Regions from separate parts of the Mus musculus genome. Here region 2 is linked to region 1. Evidence: chromatin contacts called from public Hi-C data. All regions are on one chromosome and are shown on one strand. Each heading gives the region's core, a stretch centred on a gene start, on an enhancer-like site or on the middle of the called end of the contact. The rest is flanking DNA. Distances are from core to core; before and after follow the strand shown.

Evidence for each region. Hi-C and Micro-C count contacts between places; a contact is called where the count stands out from the background.
Region 2: a Hi-C map of brain shows a contact between it and region 1, with 6 times the contacts expected there. The contact joins the promoter of Coro2b here to the enhancer-like site in region 1. A contact is called at or near these places in 24 of 39 promoter capture datasets (the 3T3-L1 cell line, 3T3-L1-derived adipocytes, the HPC-7 cell line and 16 more), 3 of 15 datasets of contacts at CTCF or cohesin (embryonic stem cells, hippocampal excitatory neurons and large pre-B cells), 136 of 484 Hi-C or Micro-C datasets (the 3T3-L1 cell line, 3T3-L1-derived adipocytes, 8-cell embryo and 87 more), 44 of 115 datasets of contacts at active chromatin or transcription factors (CD8 T cells, PVALB interneurons, SST interneurons and 27 more) and 5 of 9 other capture datasets (adipose tissue, embryonic stem cells, embryonic tail and 2 more).

What each region holds. Positions count from the first base shown.
Region 1 is chr9:62,474,236-62,479,610 of GRCm38.p6, forward strand. All of the region lies in intron 2 of Coro2b (coronin, actin binding protein, 2B), which reads right to left. Among named protein-coding and RNA genes, the nearest start is that of Coro2b, 60 kb to the right of the region's middle. Within about 2 kb of position 3,051, at least 95 of the 459 cell types and tissues checked have an H3K27ac peak or open chromatin away from gene starts, as enhancers often do. A contact at or near this core is called in the C2C12 cell line, VIP interneurons, brain and 23 more, where this site is marked.
Region 2 is chr9:62,533,586-62,538,961 of GRCm38.p6, forward strand. Coro2b (coronin, actin binding protein, 2B) reads right to left here and starts at 3,459. Exons shown (of 12, transcript NM_175484.3): 1 at 3,068-3,459. The coding sequence starts at 3,082. It overlaps Gm39352 (a long non-coding RNA gene), which reads right to left. Exons shown (of 4, transcript XR_870833.1): 3 at 4,696-5,203; 4 at 4,296-4,541.

The DNA.
Region 1 (5,375 bases), core at 1,801-4,300:
TCGTCATCCTCCTCCAGCACTAACACCCTTACTCCATAGCTGCACACACACACACACACACACACACACACACACACACACAAGTCATGGCAAGTTCACTAAGAGAGGCTGGAAGACCCTCAGGCCACTTCCTTGTCTTTGGGATTTTGCCAAGAGAATCAGCTGGGGAGTCACAGGGGAAGGGAAGCAAGTGAAGACAGGAAGTTCCCACCAGCTGCCCAGGCAGAGAGGGCTGAGTTTCTGGAATGTTCCATGCCCACTCCCCAAGTCTCCTAGCCCCAGCTGTGCAGAAGCTCAGAATACTTCAGAGAGGGGGAAGGTTTCCTCATCCCCTGTCCCCTGAATATTATTATTTCACGCCATCTTGTCTGAAGCCCAGGCTCTACTTCTGACACAACATACCTCCCATTCCCAGAGCGAAGCACTAAGCTCCCCACAGCCTCACTTGGTACCCACATATTTGAGTGAAGCCTGATGACTTAGCACATGCCAGGACTGGGTCAACCACAGGAAATGTCCCTAAGGAAACTGTCTTTAAGACCCTACCTCTGGGAAGATGAGATGACACAGATGAAGGTTCACCCACGGAGTAAAGGAGAGAACGGGTTTCCACAGCTGTCCTCTGACACAGTATGTCCTTATGCATACAGTCACACACACACACACACACACACACACACACACACACACACACCTCATGCAAGTAAAATAAATAAATTAATAATAATTTTTGAAAAAAAACTCTGCCCGTCTTCAAACACATTGACACTGGCACTGACAAGTATGGAAAATTGTATAAGGTAGAATTTAGATGGTGCTCACTATAAAATCCTCCAGACATTGCAGTGTGCTTGAAACGTCAACGATAAAATGTTGAGGTACATATCTATCTTTCTCACCCATGCCTGATAGGTAAACAATGCATTGCAATCAAAGTTAGGAACAGGCCATCGCCACAGTGCTTGAGACGCCAGCCGATGCAATTAGAAAAGAAAAAGATGATAAAAGTTAGGGAAGCGGCAGAGCTGCCTCTACTTGCAAATGCCAGGATCCAGAGAAAACTCAAAAAAAAAAAAAAAACCCACACAAAATTACCATAAACAATTAGTAAATCCAGCAACATATTAATACTAGTGGACTTTTACCCACGGCTTTCAAAGACGCAACCACCAATGAGCCGACACAGCAGTAAAAGACAACCAAATGGCAAATGCATGAAATGAAACAAGGAATGTATACGGGTCAGGGGAGCTGGCTTAGTGGGTAGGAAAAGTTGCTGTGCAAGCCTGAGGACCTGAGTTCCAATCCTCAGCACCTGTGCAAAAAGCCAGATGTGGCCACACACAAGCCTGTAACCCCAGTGGTATGGGTGTGCATGGAGACAGGAGGATGACTGGAATTTGCTGGCTACCAGCCTAGCCCCAAATTTAGTGAAAGACCCTGTCTCAAGAGAATAAAAGGAACAATGGGAATACAGGACACCCACATCCTCTTCTGTCCTCTATACTTTGTATCCGGGTGTGCATCTGCCCACATGCACATATACTAAATAACAACTTATTTTAAAAAGAGATATATGGAGAGTTTTTAATATACTCCAGAAGGAAAAGAATCAGCCTGGCAAGTTGTTCCGTCATATGGCCAGTCACCTTTTTTCTTCACTTAAACCTTGAGCTAACCTAACCCCTCAGTACTATTACCCAGAGAGCCAAGTGTATATAGAAGGAAGGCAAGATGCAGAGAGAACAAGATGTCTGTGTAAAAAGAGCTCATGTGTGCAGGTGCCCCTTCATGCCAGACATCCCATCATAAGCCACACAGTAACATGCTGACCCCTTGAATATCACAGCTTAGCCACATGCTACACTGGAGTCTCCTTGGTGGTCACAAGATGCAGGCTGCAGTAGCAATAGACCTGCTTCACAGAGAAAGCACCAGGTGGTGGTGGCGCACGCTTTTAATCCCAGCACTTGGGAGGCAGAGGCAGGCGGATTTCTGAGTTCGAGGCCAGCCTGGTCTACAAAGTAAGTTCCAGGACAGCCAGGGCTATACAGAGAATCACTGTCTCGAAAAACCAAATAAATAAAATAAAAAACCAAAACAAAACAGAGAAAGCTCAGAATTCCAACCCTGGAGTAGAGGTTCCTCTGAGCACATGAAGTTAAAAAAAATCTTACTTGTTTTCCCATTTATTTGTTTGTTTACTTTGTGTGATGTGGACACCTATGCCACAGTGTGATGTCAGAGGACGGCTTTCAGGAATCAGTCCTCTCCTTCCACCATATGGGTCCCAGGGATTGAACTCAAGTTGTCAGGTGTTTGGGGACAAGCCCTTTTACTTGCTGAGCTAACTTGCCAGCCCACACATCCAAAAAAAAAAAAAAAAAAAAAAAAAAAAAAACTTAAGTTAAGCTATTGTAAGTAAAAAAAAAAACAAAAAAAACTCTGTCTCTGTCTCTCTGTCTCTGTCTCTCTGTCTCTCTCTCTCTGTCTCTCTCTCTCTGTCTCTCTCTCTCTCTCTCTCTCTCTCTCTCTGTGTGTGTGTGTGTGTGTGTGTGTGTGTGTGTGTGTGTGTGTAAACCTTGGGGAAACCTTCCCATGGAGGATCTGAGTGCTTTGCTTTTGAGGATTAAGCTACATGAAGAAGGCTCTGCATCTGGAAACCAGGGCTGTGTGTGAGTAGCCAGGGTTCCAGGTGGCGGCGCTTCTGCCTGCAGATGCTGGTGGGGAAGGGCTGTGCAAAGAGAAGACTCAGAGTCAGTAAACACACTTACAGCCAGGCCTGAAGACTTGAGTTAGATTCCTGGAGTGGAACCCACACAGTGGAAGGAGATGATCAATATCCGGAAGTTACCCACTGACCAAGTGGCCTAACTGGACCTGGGATGGCGGGTCCCTTCCTCTCCAGAATTGTATAAGACCTGGATGACAGAGTTAACATCCTCAAGCCAGCAGACTGGCACTCCCCTCCTCCAGGCTGCAGTCTGGCCCTGGCCTGGTCCACACCCCCACCGCCCTGCAGGGAAGGCAGGAAGGAGGCCCAGATGGCAGGCGTGGCCCAGGCCCCCAGCCAGGCTCACCCAGCTGTCACTTTGGAGAGGTCCCTATCTAGCCCTCCTCCATTCCCTTGAACAATTGGGAGCCAGCCAGCCTGGCCCCAGCTGTTCCTACTCATCGGTCCAGGGTGCGCAAACACCCATGCTTCTCATGCTTCTGGGCTTCGGCTCTCCGGGAAGGAGAAACGCAGATTTCCAGGATGTCAGAGCTAGCGAGACCCTGGAGGACCACCGCACTCACTCTACAGAAGACAGAGCCAGTGAGACCCTGGAGGACCACCGCACTCACTCTATAGAGAGGGAAATTGAAGCCCAGAGGGATAAAGGACTCACCCAAGGCTCCAAAGAACCCGAGAGAAAAGTCAGGCTTTCTGACTGCCAGTCAGCTCTGCATTTTGGGACACGTCTGGGGTGTGGGGCACTGAGACCATCCATGCTACCTTCCCACAATCCTTCATCTAGGGCATCTCTGGCAGTCTCTGTTATTGAGGGATGTCCTATCTGAGATTGTTTCTGGGGCATTTAACTTGGGTGGGTCAACAAACTCATTAACACCAATGAGTTTTCTGAGGAAAATCGAAGGTATGTTTTCTTAAGCATAGCCCTGAAGTCTCATACATTTTTATTTATAAATATAGAAACAACCCTCTGAGATTGGCAGAGGCTGTGACAGTTCCATTGGTAGGCAGCATAAAATATTCAGGTCATATTCTGCTATGGCTTCAAAATACTGTTTATTCTCTCTCTCTCTCTCTCTCTCTCTCTCTCTCTCTCTCTCTCTCTCTCTCTCTCTCTCTCATTGTCAGTGTTAGTGTTAGTGTTAGTGATTGGACCCAAGGCCCCACAAACACCAGGCCTGGCAAGCACTTTACCACTGAGCTATGCCCCTGCCTCTTTTTTTTTTTTTTTTTTTTTTAAGATTTATTTATTATTATATCTAACTACACTGTAGCTGTCTTCAGATACACCAGAAGAGGGCGTCAGATCTCATTACAGATGGCTGTGAGCCACCATGTGGTTGCTGGGCTTTGAACTCAGGACCTTCGGAAGAGCAGTCGGTGCTCTTAACCACCGAGCCCTCTCTCCAGCCCCCTGCCCCTGCCTCTTACCGATCATTTGAATTTCTTTAGCGTACCACAGTGAAAGGTCTACCTTGTATGTTCGTTGGGCTGGTACACATATAATGGCTTCTTGAATGGAGCCTGTTTCTTTCCTTCTGTTCGTCTGGTTTATGCTCTTTCAACTTTGTTCTATGGAAAGCTCTGCAACTTCTTTAGAATGCCAAAGGGTCTATGCCTGATTCCCACTGTGCACATCCCAATCCTTCCTATTGAGGCAGATGGCACTTTAATAAGAAAGGTCCCCGGAGTGCTGGTGCCACCTGGGTGCCTCTCATAGTAAAGGCCAGGGGCTAGGGAAATGAGTGAGTTCATAAAACATAAGAACCCGAGTTCAAGCCCCATGTGACTATTGGAAGTGGTGGTGAGCACCCGAAGCCTCAGGCTAGAGAGGCAGAAACAGGAGACTGCCTGTGCTTGCCGGTCTAGCCTGTGCCAGCCGGTCTAGCCTAGCTCCAGGTTAAGTAAGAGACATGCCTCTCCCCATTTCTATATACATATAGTAGAGAGGAGTTGAGGAAGATACCTGGTATCAACATCTGCCCCCCCCCACACACACACACACTTACTCTCACATACACTAACTAGCTGTGCAACCTCCATCAAGTCTCCCACCTTCTCAGGGCCTTGGCATCTTCACATAAGCTGTATCATTTTAAACATTTTTTCCTCGTCTTCTTCCTCCTGTATTCACCTGAAGACCCACTTGGAAATTTAGGCACAAGTTGCTTAGCAACTAAAAATCAAGGTCTTTGATGAGTACAACTGGGAGGGGGCAGAGGAGAATCTAGAGAGAAAGCGGATGGCTCAGAGCAAGCATTTATTTTGAGAGTCTGTGGATGCCCTGACCCATTCTTCTCCCCCCACAAGTCAGGATAACTTTAAAAGCCTTGGGATGGAAGTGGGGGCAGGGGCCTGAAGAGGGACATCCAGAAATGGAAAGTGCCCCCAGGCTAGCCCTGGCCTGGGTGTTCTCAGGAGAGGCACACAGGCAACTATTGTTCCCTGACAGGGAAGGAACAGGGTAGAAGTCTTGCTGAGGCCTCAGGGCCCATGGGGCCCTGGGAAGATATTCAGTTTCCACCCCACCCGTGTAAAGCCTATGTCACTTTCGTTCCTTGAAACTCTGGGATGAGGAACTGGGGCCGCTGAGGCTCAGGTGGAGTGGGTGGTGAGTCTGTGTGCGTGCATGTTCTCTGTC
Region 2 (5,376 bases), core at 2,209-4,708, 60 kb after region 1:
GCTGAGAACCACTGCTCTAACTCAACACAGCATAAAGGAGAATAGACAAGCCCAGCTGGTGTAAGGGACCTCTTTCTAGACCTACAAGCCCCATTGCTCCTAGGCCTACAAGCCCTACCAACCCCTAGTCATATGTCAATTAAGAGGTAGGCAAGAGATCTGCATACCACCTCCATACCGTCTGGACTTTTCTTCCAGCTCATGAACTTGTACTTTGAGCGCACACGGTTCTGATTCCTTTTACGCTCTGATCTACCTGACAGCGGTTCAGGTGTTGGGACGTAGGGAAGCAACACCAGCACTGGAGGGTCAGGGACTGGATCCAGATAGAACACCAGGAAGGGCAGGCATGAGAACTGAGCATGAAAGCGGTCTGGAGTGCCTGTCACCAGGACGTAGCTCTGGGCTGTCCTAGAGGACTAGTTTTGTAGAAGAAGAGGCTGAGGCGTGGCCTTGACCAGGCATTTCCAGGCTGGGAAGCTGCATCTGGTCTTTCCTTCCACTGTCCCCCAACCCCTTCCATAAAGGAATTAGGATTGCTTGGCAAAACACGTTCAATAGAGATGCATGCATATGGTGAGAAAGGTGTCCTAATATGTCACCAGTGACAGCATGGCTGTGTGGCTGTTGACACTTAGGGCAGATGTCCCTTCACAGCTTCCAAGGCATTTGTGGCTCCCCGAGGAATGGGTTGGGAAACATTGAAAGGCAGGGTGGTCAGTGGGAAACTGGGGCTCAGCTCTAGCTGATCCTCTAGCAACTTCCTGTCTGCTTTGTCTTCTTCATTTTGTGTCAGTCCCTCTGAGAGCTCAGAGCCTGTGACCTCCACCAAACACTGGCCCAGAGGCTTCTGTCAGGGGACACAGAGGGACACCATGACTCTTCCTCTGGAGCAAGATGACCAGAGGTTTATCACTAGTCACTCCGTCCCCTACAGTGACTCCATCTCCCACATTCTTTGTGGGTTCTCCTCTTTAGTCTGTAACAGGACCACCCCCCGGATCACAGTCCCCAAGTATACCTTGTTAGAGCAGAAGACATGGCTCATTGGAACCAACACTTGCCCAAAGCCTGAGGAGAGAAATGACTGGTCTAAGGTCACACAGCCAGTTAGTGGCCAGCCTAGGACACCTAGAGGCCATGTCTTCTAACTCTTGGGGCAATGGAAGAGCCTTGTTCAGTAGGGACTCCCTGTGCTGTACAGGACTGGGGTTGTGCCATACAGGCCTGGCGTAGAGAGAAAACAGGGTTAAAGTGGGGATTTTATTTAATCCTCTGATCTGGCTTAAGCCAAAGCCACCTTGGTTTCGGCAGGAGACAAGAGACACACGGAAGGGTTCGTTGGGGGCTGGGCAGGGAGGTGTCAGAGTGTTAGAAAATAATCCTCGCGTACCTAAGGGAAGGTCTGACAGTGGGCTACGTGGGCCCCACTTCCACCATCTCACCATCCTAGGCCCCCAGACAGTGTCCCTCTGCTGTGGAAGCCCCACACCCAGTCATACAGACTGATGGCTCAGCAGGAGACTGAGACAGACTTGAGGGTAAACCCGAATCCTGCCATACTTATATTAGCTATGTGACCTTAGGCAAGTCACCTCACCTCTCCGAATCTCAGCTTTTTCCTCAGTTAAACAGTTTTACCTTCAAGGGAGAAAAGTTGTCTGAATCCGTGTGCATAGACAGGAGAGGTTGCAGGGTCAGTCCTTGCAAGGTCATCTTCAGCCTTAACACTTATGCTCCCACCCGGCCCATGAATTGCTCCTCAGCCCCCACCTGCCTGAAGCTTTGGCATTTACAATCTCCATAACAACACATCTCTGCCCAGCTGCATTTATGCTCATTTAAGAGCACTAAGCACCCTGCCGCTTGATATAGCTAGCTTGACAAAGTTAAGGCCAGGCACATCCGCCCCGAGCCCTCAGGTTATCATTCTCATACAGCTCCCAAGTCCCAGAACTGAGGGCAATGACAAGGTCTGAAGTGAAGTCCGAGCCGGGCTGAGCAAGTCGCTGGGGTAAGGAGCTTATTAGAAGGGTCTAGAATGGACCGCCCAGCCTTTCTGTAAGGCTTTGACCACAGCAGGCTGCCTGGCCTGCTTGGCTTCTACCTCCTCAGCTGTGAGAGCCAGCTGAGCATCTGGGAAAGATGGAGTCTGGCCTAAGGTGTATAGACGGCCAAATCCACGGCTAAGGCCGATGCCAGGGTGTGAGGTCAGCACTCCAACAGAACCTGGGAAGAGTACAGTTCATACTCTTCACTTGTTTGTCCCACCACTACCAAGGCTCATCTTATCCCATTGCAGAAAAGGAAACCTAAGCCCAAACTAGGCCTAGCCCTTCTCCGTAGAGAGACTCAAATCTGCCTTGGCCCAGGGCTTATCCCACTGCCCCAACGGTCTCTCCTCTTAACTCCATTCTTCCATTGGCAGGGAAGACGTCCCCAAAAAAGTTCTTCAACAAACCCGGGCTCCTGTGACAAGTCCAAGAACCTCTTCCAAACTGGGGTCTGCCAGGATGCCTACCTGCTCCTCTCTGTCACACTCCCTGCCCATCCCACCCCATGCAGTAGAACCTTCCCTGTCTCTGGCAGCCACTCAGGGATCCGGCAGCGCCTCTACAGGGTAGCTTTGGAGTCAGGCCCAGGCTTCTGGGGTAAATGGCAAAGACAGGCAGGTGGGGTTCAGCTCCCTTGTGTGTCTGACTAGCATGGCCAGCCCATCCCTGCATCATCAGCATGGATCCCTCAGTCCTTACGGCGCGTGACACTGAGGGACAGACACCCAGAGCGCCAGCCAGCCCGAAGCAGCTTTCCAGGGGTTAAAATTGCAGCACCTTCCACAAGAGTTAAAAATGCAGTCCCGGGGCGCACAGTGATGTGGTCCACACCGTCCAGGATAGCTGCAAAGGAGCATCCCCTCCCGGCATCCCGTAGTCCCCTGGGGGCCGAGCGACTCCTGGGAGCTGGAGCGCGCGCGCGCGCGCGATCCCTTCCTAAGCCCCTCAAGTCCCTGCCCGGGGGGTTGTAGCACCCGCGGGTCCCCAGCGTGGCGACGATCTGCGCTGCTTACCTTTGTGACAGTCATACAGAAAGCGGGCGGTGGGGCTGGGCGCGGGCGGCGGCAGGCGGCTGGGCCGGGCTGGGGACCGCGCGCTCGGGAGGCCGCTGGCTGATGTCAGCCGCGGCCGAGCATCTATAATAGATGAGGCCGCCGCGCCGCAGGAAGGCGAGGCAGGAAGAAAGGCGGGCGGCGGGCCGCGCGGGGGGCGGGGAGGACCGACCGGGGACTCGCTACAAAGAGGAGGCGGAGGCAGAGGCGGGAGTGCAGTCCGGGCGCCTGACGGTCCCCAGCCCCGCGCGTCCAGGCGCTGCCCCCTCGGGCTCCTGGCACCTGCGGCCGGGGCCGTGGGCGGGGACCCGGCCTTCGGTGCCGCGTTGGCTCCGGGCGCCCGGTGAAGTCACAAGCTGGACGGGCGCGGCGCGCGGCCGGAGATGCCTTCCCAGGGCTGGTCGCCCCCTGGAGGTTCCCAAAGTCCACCCGCTACGGGTCCCGCAGCTGCCACACGAGTTCAGGGTGGCCAGGAGGGCTCGTGGAAGCACTCCTTCGCATCTCAGTGATGAGCTCGCCTAAGGCCAATGTGGTCCATGTTACATAGGAAGTGGCAGGACTTGAGTGTAAAGTACTTAGACAGAGGGGCATTGGGCCCAGTTGGCTCGCCAGACTCGCCCAGAGGCTCTCTGCTTGGTGGCAAGCTTCTTAGAGGTTTCCTTTGCAGATCCTGCGTTCTATAGTTATAGGGACACAGGGGGAGCTCTCTGTAAGAGAGGCAGGACCGACCCTCCTCAAGAGTGTTCACATCACTGGGGAGATGACAGGTACAGTTGCTCTAGGCAAATCCCAGCCAGGTTACCTACACCCTGTAGCAGCTGCAGGAATTTCAAGTACAATTGCCTGAATATGGCCATGCGAGTACCTGGGCAAAACCGGTTTGGACAGATAAGGAGCCGCTGCAACCACAGAGAAGGGAGGAGGGAATGAGGTATTTGGAGCATCTCTCTCTCTCTCTCTCTCTCTCTCTCTCTCTCTCCCCCCCCCCCCCGGGGGTTCTGAAGTGTGCCACCTGCTCTCAGAGTTTCTTCACTGCAGTCCAGTGTGAGCACCTGCCCCGGAGGAAGGTGCAGGAACAGGGAGGTAGGATGCCTGCTCCATTCCGCAGCTGTATTTCTAGAACAGTACTACACACAGTGACAACTACTATAAAGTGCTTTGGCATAGATCCCGATATTTTTATTTACAGTTTTTTTTGTTTTGTTTTATCTTAGTTTTTGTTGGTGTTTTGGGTTTTTTGGGGGGGCATCCCTAAGAATGAGCAGATTTCGTGGGGGGACGTACCTGGTCTGACACAGTGACAGAGCCAGGACTTGTGTCTGTGAGTTACAGAGTTCCTCCACAGCTGCTGCCATCTTTGAACTTCTTCTGCATCTTGGGAAGGGTATAAACACCTGTCCGTCTCCAGGGGCCTTGCAGCAACTTTACTAGGTCTCTAGGGAGAGCAGATGTAGCTTCAGGCCTCAGGCATTGGCTCTGCGCCAGACCCCTCCTAGGTGTAGTCATGCCAGGCCTCAAGTCTTTACTGCCTCACCCCCCCCCCACCCGCCCCAGAAATGCCGGCTTCATTCTCTGAACCCCATCCTTACCTGACATCCAACCACTGTACACTTAGTTCAGAGTCTCTGGGTTGTCTCCACATGGGACAGTACAGCAGGGAGCTAGCTGGCCCCTGGGTATGATTTATCTTCCTGCATGACCCTGTCTCAACAATAACGAAACTAAAGGCAAAGAATGTTTGAGAAAGATACCCATTGTGGACTTCTGGCCATCACAAGCATGTACATAGCACACACACACACACACACACACACAGAGACACACACACACACACTGCATCTCAATGATAGGGTGCTTGCCCAGTATGCATAAGGCTCCAGGAAAAGTTTAATGTCACCAGGAACAAATCAAGGATGATGTATGGAGCGGGGGAGATTGGATTAGTCAGTGAAAGTGCTTGCCAGGGAAGCCTGAGGCCCTGAGTTCAAATCCCCAGCTAAGTATTGCAGTGCATACCTGTATTCTCAGTGTGAATCAGGTGAAGGTAAGATGGTCCCTGGAACTTGCAGCCCAGCCTGTCTAGCTAACCAATGAGCCCTGGGTTCAGAGAGAGAGAGACCCTGTCTCAATTACAACAAAAATAAAGGCAGAGGAGGAAGGAGAAACACCCATCGTTGACTTCTGGCCATCATAAACATGCGCACATATGCATACATACTCAAAGATAGGGTGTATCTCTAGGATGGCATGCTTGCCTAGTATGCATATTA